Linked DNA regions of Anas platyrhynchos: region 2 is linked to region 1. The links are chromatin contacts, called in public Hi-C maps. All regions are on one chromosome and are shown on one strand. Each heading gives the region's core, a stretch centred on a gene start, on an enhancer-like site or on the middle of the called end of the contact. The rest is flanking DNA. Distances are from core to core; before and after follow the strand shown.

Evidence for each region. Hi-C and Micro-C count contacts between places; a contact is called where the count stands out from the background.
Region 2: a Hi-C map of skeletal muscle shows a contact between it and region 1, with 5 times the contacts expected there. The contact joins two enhancer-like sites. A contact is called at or near these places in 4 of 8 Hi-C or Micro-C datasets (liver, skeletal muscle and subcutaneous adipose tissue).

The regions. Positions count from the first base shown.
Region 1 is chr2:45,958,807-45,962,661 of IASCAAS_PekinDuck_T2T, reverse strand. It overlaps MAPRE2 (microtubule associated protein RP/EB family member 2), which reads right to left. Exons shown (of 8, transcript XM_072034677.1): 2 at 3,158-3,219. Among named protein-coding and RNA genes, the nearest start is that of MAPRE2, 28 kb to the right of the region's middle. Within about 2 kb of position 2,476, at least 1 of the 8 cell types and tissues checked has an H3K27ac peak or open chromatin away from gene starts, as enhancers often do. A contact at or near this core is called in subcutaneous adipose tissue, where this site is marked.
Region 2 is chr2:45,998,637-46,002,240 of IASCAAS_PekinDuck_T2T, reverse strand. The region is part of intron 3 of MAPRE2 (microtubule associated protein RP/EB family member 2); the gene reads right to left. Among named protein-coding and RNA genes, the nearest start is that of MAPRE2, 68 kb to the right of the region's middle. Within about 2 kb of position 2,085, at least 2 of the 8 cell types and tissues checked have an H3K27ac peak or open chromatin away from gene starts, as enhancers often do. A contact at or near this core is called in subcutaneous adipose tissue, where this site is marked.

The sequences.
Region 1 (3,855 bases), core at 1,227-3,726:
TGCTGAAAAAATAAATATCACCCCAAAGTTCATAATATTTTCAGACAACACCATAAATGGCTATTCAAGCTCACCAATTCCTAAGTTAAGAAGGGAACGAGGACGGGTGCATAGGAAGCCGTACACAAACATTCCATTGAAGTTAACTTTGCTCCGTTAGGTTCAGAATTTAGGTCTCCACTTTTCTCGTCTTGGATCAAAACCAGACATAAAGCAGCTGTGTCCTATGCAGGACTGACTCCTGAACAGATGTCCTCCGCTACATTTTGGGGGACCTGACGTTGTTTCTAAAGGATGAAAAGGGCTTTCAAAGCAGGCTGCTCAGCCAGAAGTTCAAATATTTCATACTACTGAATTATTTTGGCTGAAGGTTCAAAGCAACCCTTAGGGAAGCCAGGTTGTCTTTGGTAGGAATTAAGGGGACCAATCTGGGGAAACTAGCAGGGTTCCCATCAAGTGAGAAACAGAGCTCACTTATCTAGAAGCAGCATTTTATCCTGCACCAGTGCTGGGAGGTATGGAGAATGAAGTGAGAGGAAATGCTTCTTTATTCTTCCCAGTTTAAGTAACTCCACGCAGCTTTTGCATGAATGACCAGAGAACATTTGTTTCTGCTCAGGGAAGGAATGAGAAAAGGTCATACAGGCCTTTTTGTTCAGGTTTCCCCTAAAGAAGGCATGGATTAGTAGTTCAACATACAAGCATACATTCTGTGTATATATGCATTTATAAAAATACATAGTATAATGTGTGTACATATGTATAGTTTGCTTTCTCTTCTCCTATCTCAAAACACAAGTTTATTCCTGACCTAATGTTCCAGCATAAGCCAGCATTGATTTCTAATATTAGAGTGTATTTTAAGTGTTTTAAGTCATAATACATCAAGCAAGGAACTGTAACTGCCAAAAGCCCCCTTATTCATGTCTTGCACATGAGAGATCCTAATGTGAGAACCGTAAAATCCTTGGATACTCCAGCATTCATTCTTTGTGCTGATTTCCATATAACTTAACTCCAGGAATAAGTATGCTTGTTTGCCAGGCTCAAATGCACTGAAACATGATCAGGTTTCCCAAGTATGTTACGTGGATTTACTTTTTGCAATTGTAATAGCTCAGTTAACTTTTTAGCAATATAATGAACCTCTGGTATTAAAAGGCTGATAGCTAGACCTTTATTTTGACATATAATAGGCCATAAGGACTAAGGGATTTGGAGAGGAAAGGCTATGCAGTATGCAGCAGCCCCCAGGGAATACACTGGGAAGCTGCCTGTTGCTTCAAGGGTAGGGTTACCGATTCCAGGAAATCTGCATGCTTCAGATAAGTTCCTATTAGACAGGTAGGATGTTGTCTGCTCATGTAAGTGTCTATTTGATGGCCATGTACTATCTCAATGTCCACAGTTTTCTTCAGATTTCCTGTTGTTTCAAAGTACTTGTGAGAGTGCAGCATAACCAAGTAAAGAAGCTGTACTTTAAGCAGTGTCACCTACCCTGGGCAGGAGTAGAAGCAATGGGGATGAGCACAGGGCATTGTCCTGCTGCACTTCCACCTGTGACACCTTCATGAAAAGGGCTGTGTCCATGATACAATTTCCTAGTTCTTGGAATTGGATTTGTCCTGTACTTTATCCTAAGATCCATCCATGATGCATACAAGCCTCATTCAGCTCCAGATTATATACTGTCTACTGAGGATTTCCAGGTGCACTTGGGACCTGCATATCTTCTAATCGCTCTGGAAACAACTCTTTTCTTGCAACCTGATGAATCTGAACTGAGGCTCCTGTCTTAACTCTCCCTTTTCCAATGCCAGCCTCTTTAAGTGCATCTGTGCCAGTTAACACAGGCAATTCTTTTATTTCCCATAGAACTTACCCTGAATAATTTCTCATCTATCATGTATCCGGAGAAATTCTTCTGCAAACATTTAAGCTTCTTCAGGGCATTAAATAACTTGGAGCAAATCCCTAGTTTCACGGTGAAACAAGTCTTTAAAATAGCTCAGACACAAAGCTCTTACTTTTTACTACAAAACATGAACAAAAGAACCACCACAAACTGAAACCTATCCTAAGTCCAAAGCTAGAATTTATATGCTTGTAACAGCTTTTCAAGCATTAGCAGAAACAAGGTGGCATATTTTAACATTAAAGTGCTTCATTACACAGCCCTAGGATCATTTCAGTGCTATGCATATTTCCAGCACTAGCTATGAATAAACCTCCCCACACTGTATTGCAAATCACTGATGCTGCCAAGGGAAAAGGCACGCACAGCACCCACCACAGCACGGTGAACAGTGCCAATGGCCAATCTATTTAAGTAAGAGTTTTATTACCAGGGCATCCTATGCTCCATTTTGGCAACAGTTACAATTTCTTGTGTAGTTAGTAGCACAGATGCAGCAGCAACAAGAGAAAGGGAGCAAGTGACAGCAACTGGAGGGAGCATAGATCTGTTCCAGGAGCATCCTCTCAGAAGGCTTTCTAAACATTGCCACCTTGTGGGCCTTGCATCTCCTTGTTTCGTTGATCCCTTCACAGGTGACTCACTGCGAGGATTTCATAGACGCCAGGTTGGAGGCTGGACAGTTGGGGTTAACACCCAGATTGGATGGGATACAATCAAAACTCACTTAGGAATTAGAAAAGGGACAGAACCTTACAAATTGCATCTAATGTAAGTGACCAACCCCATGCAGCAGCACTTAGCATACTTTGCTCTTCTTCCACTTGCCATTATGGAAGCAGCACTAATAGTGTACAGAAGTGCTAACACTTAAAAACAAATGAAAACAATAGTATAATTTCCTCGAGGTTCCAGAAAAGATGGAAGAGAAGTTAAATTCACCCACAGTTTTCCCTTTTTCATTGCTTTCTGTCAGCAATTCTTTCTGACACTAGTTGAAACTATTTCCAAAATATTTGTGGCACCTAATTTAGTTTTCATCATTTCTGTTGTATGAATGAATAACTTTTAATGACTTGAATCTTTTAATTACATTGTCAAAGACATTGCAAAGGAATATTGCTTACTATTGGTATCAAACTTATTTAGCTATTGCCTTAAAGGCATCAAGCAAAAATTCTAGAGTAGATTTTATCAGTCAAAACCACTGTAACAAACACATACAAAAGACACAACACTTACTTTGAGCATCCAAACACTTTCCCTGGTTGCTGGCTTGAACTATTCCTTGCAGCAATTTGGTACTAGAAAGAAAACATGAAAACACTTAGTTCAACAAGCAAACTGGAAAGAAAAAAAAGAGGAAAAAAAGAATCACTGAATGGTCTTTGCCCGTATTGGTTGGGCAGTGATGCAGTAGCTGTATGCTAAAAATGAAGCAAGAGGAGAGGTCCCTTATTACAATACCCTAATTCAGCTGTGCTCACAATAGTTCAGTGTCTAACACATCTGCACAACAATCAGATGTCCCTCTGATATAGTAGCAGATCTATGAGGTCCCTTGTGCTGGGCTACATTCAGAGTTTATTCATAATTTCTGGGCACATTGCTGTTTCTTCATCTGACATGTTTCTTCAGAGCACAGGCAATCAGTTATGACTGTTGTGTCATGCAACCGGGGCCTTGCTGCACTTGCCTGAACAGATTTTTCAGATAAAAAAACTACAATTGAGAAAAACTGATACCCAGGAAAACCTGGGTTTTTGCTAATACAACCCTAAAACCCATTGGCAATCCTTAGAATTTTCTTACTTAGCAGTGAAGCCATCATGTTGCCATGTGCAACGGCCACATTTAAGAACCATTCTTCTCTGTGTTCCTAGATACGTTTTCCTACAATCGCTGGATTTGTCCTCATATCCATACTTGCAAGTGCTACA
Region 2 (3,604 bases), core at 836-3,335, 40 kb before region 1:
CACTCAAAACAACAAGGTTGCTAAGTTCAACTTTGCTAAGTTCAATTTTGAGGGCTATCTGAACTTACATATTAGAAGGTAGGGGTGTGGATCCGTAACCAATCCAGCCCAGAGTGGGAAGTACATTAAAAAACTCCTCAACAGTGTACTGACTACAGCTAATAGGGATAGTCTTACCTTGTACGTAGAGATCTTCCCCCTACAGTATTATCATGTCATTATCATTTGCAAAAAAAGTCTGTCTGTACTGTCGACTAACTTAAGTGTTTGGAAATTAAGGCTCAAAACATTCAAGGAAATCTGAGGAAAACCAATTTCAGTTCTTCAGCAGAGTGTTTTCTAACCCACAAGTGCTTTATAATCAGCAAAGCACATTTCTGAAGCATGGGGTTGTTGAGGGTATTAGGTCTCCACTTGAATACACGAGCCAGGTAAATCATCACCTAAATACTCACAAGTTAAATTTCACTTCCCCACAAAAAAAGACTTCTGTGCTCTTAGTGCAAATCCATTTCAATAAACTTAAGCAGCCAAAGCTCACCTATGAGAGCTATTTTATCAAAAAAAAATCTGCTTATTGCTCATGGAGAAGCCCAGTTAACAAATTGGGCACCTGGCTTGTCCAGTTTTACAGGAGTGGCAACAATAATTGAAACTAACATTTTTCTCCATGGGTATGCATGTGTTTCAATAGCACCAACTTTATGCATCCAATAGCTCTCATTCTGTGTCTGTTCAAGCATGGTATAAAGGGTTACAGAGCTTGTAACTTCCCCAAAAGAGATGTATAGATTAAGAGTGGAGTCCAAAACCATTCCCTAAAATAGTGATATGAAATTTGATCAGGGACTTAACAAGATCAAGCCATAGTGCTGAAAACCACTTCCATTTTTTTTTTTTTATTTTTTTTATTTTTTAAAAAGATCTCTTAATCTTGCCTAGCTTTGTGGAGGAAAACTGTCAAAAAAAACAAACACCTGATTTTCCAAGGACACCTCGTACTTAGCTGTTTGCAATGGTTTTGATATGATTAGGAATCTAAGATATTCCCTAAAGAAAAATAATCCTTCTGGCAGACTACAAACATCAGATGACAAAATTTGCATCTTCTTATATAAAACTATATAAACAGAATTAGTTTTTCAAACCTCATCCTCAGCAAGAGAACTAGCAAATGTGAAGCAACAGAAAACTGACATTACAAATAAAACTATGGTTAAGCAGATAGCACATGGCTTGACTACATTTATTACTGTTTAATTCCATGCAAAAGGATTATTATGCAATCATTTCATGTTATAAATTGAATTTGTTCCTAACTCTGCCCTTTCATCCCCCCCCATATCCCAATTATAAGCTTTACTCTGATATCTAAATAATTGCCTGGAGGTCTTGAAAATGCACTGTGCAACCTTTCATCTCCATCCTTTTAGAGAACGAGAAACCTAAAATGTTCACATGAGATTTCCTCCTTCTGCTCGTAATGCAAATTCCATTTGCTTGCCTTTAGACAGAGTCTTTCTTACTATTTAAGACGTTTCCTTGTGTTTCTTCTCCTCATTCAGACAGTTGTTTCTGTATTTTGTGAGCCAGGAGGTGGTCCCGGGTTCGCACAGCGCTCGAGGGCAGCAAACACTGGCATACATCCACGTGACGGTACACACCCGGTCTCTCACACAATAATGAAGCCTGCTGCCAGACTCTTTCCCCAACAGGAGGATTTTATCACATCGACAAATGCAATTTATTAAAATGCTCCTTCCTGAAGTGCAGAGGCAACATACAAATACAGACTGAACTAAACACCACCAACTACAGAAAGAAGAAACTCCGTGACCCACAAATAGCAGAAGTGAAAGTATCATTAAAGCTAACTGGGACTACCTGATTTTAGACAAAGATGTCTATATATATGTACACAAATACACTTAATATCATATAGGCATTATTTATTTAGGATTTTGCCCCCTAAAGCCTGTAGCTGTCACACTGCATTAGGACGCCAGCGCAGCAGAACCAGGACACTGCTTTCTATGCTGCCAACTGTTGAGATTTCACGGAGGCAGCAGGAAAAGCGGGACGGGGGAAGTTATGCAAGACTGCAGTGCCTGCAATTCACAGCCACAGCACACAGGCACGCGGTCCTCTGCACGCTGGGCAGCACTTTGGGTCTATTCAACATACCATGCAACTGATGCTTCACTGCAGCTGCCTGGGAAAGGAGCATCCTTAACATAACGTAAAGAACCGCAGTGGAGGTAACGATGTCATGGCTTCTGACAGATAGCTCTTGCATAATTTACATGGACAAATGGGTTTTTATGCCATTATGTTTTATTCAAGATTTAAAAACCTGCACACGTTCTCTGGGAAAAAAAGCATACCCCTCCAAAAAAAAAAAAAACAAAATGGCCAAAAAATCCTCACCCCAGACCTAACAAATCTCTACACCACAGTACTACCTGCCCCAAACTGCCCTCAGAGTACATCTGTCTCTGTGACCAAGAAATTTTTGTATACATAAAAAAAAAGCTTTTGTATGCATAAAGCACACACACTAAAAAAGAAATAGTATGAAATCTCTTCAAACAACAGATGGAAACTAAAGGTGGCACTGCAGAAGAGATTATTGGATGTGGGAGACACGTCGATGTTAAAGCCCTCCTACTCCATATTAGCAAACAAGCAATTTTGAATCCCTGCGCAAACCCCCTTTCATTTTTCCATCCAGAATATTGACGCAGCCACCAATTACGAGAGAGATTCGCAGGCCAGATGCCAAAACCAACCCGCAAACACAATTAGCGAGCAGGAACTCCACGCTCGCTTTCACGGTGAAGGGCACGGCAGCAGCCCATGAGGCTCCATCCAGCTGGCACACCCGGCAAAAACCGTTCTACTTGACTTGCTTCTAATATTTATAGGAAAATAATGGGCGAAGTCACCACGGTGAGTCTTGGTAGCATTGAATCTGGCGGGCACACTGGATGCTGCTGCTTCAGGCCGAGGGGAGGCCTATGACTCATTTTCTTCCCCTCCTCTCTGGGAGGAATTTCGCTGCGGCCGAGATGGAAAAGCCCAGCAGCACCGCTGGCTTCAGGCACGGCCGCGTGTGGCCGGCCGCACTGCCAGCCTGCTGCTTGTGCTGCTGGGTTTTGGTGCATTTCAGTGGGTTTGCTGGGCAGGCGGAGGGCAGAGGAGGGGAAGGGCTGCTGGGGCTGCGTTCAGATACAGCAAAGCCAAGTGAGAAGTGAAGAGGTTGTTGTTAAAGCTAGATTTTCTCCTCTCTCTCTCCCATCTTAAGGCTGAACCATCCAAAAGTGTAAACTAGTGTTTTCTTGGTAATAGAGATACTTCTGCTTCCGACTATTCCAGTCAGAAGGAAATTGAAGGAGATCGCAATGAAAACAAGAGAACACCATTCACTGCAAGCTTTTACTGCTCAGGAAACCTCCTAAACCGCAGCTGAAGAGCAAGACTAGATCCTTGCTTTTTTGAACATGTTATTTATAACATTTACAAATTAAACTTGCAGTATTTGCACACTATGAAATACTACAATATGAACACAAGCATGCCCCAGTTAATATATGCCCTCTCTAGG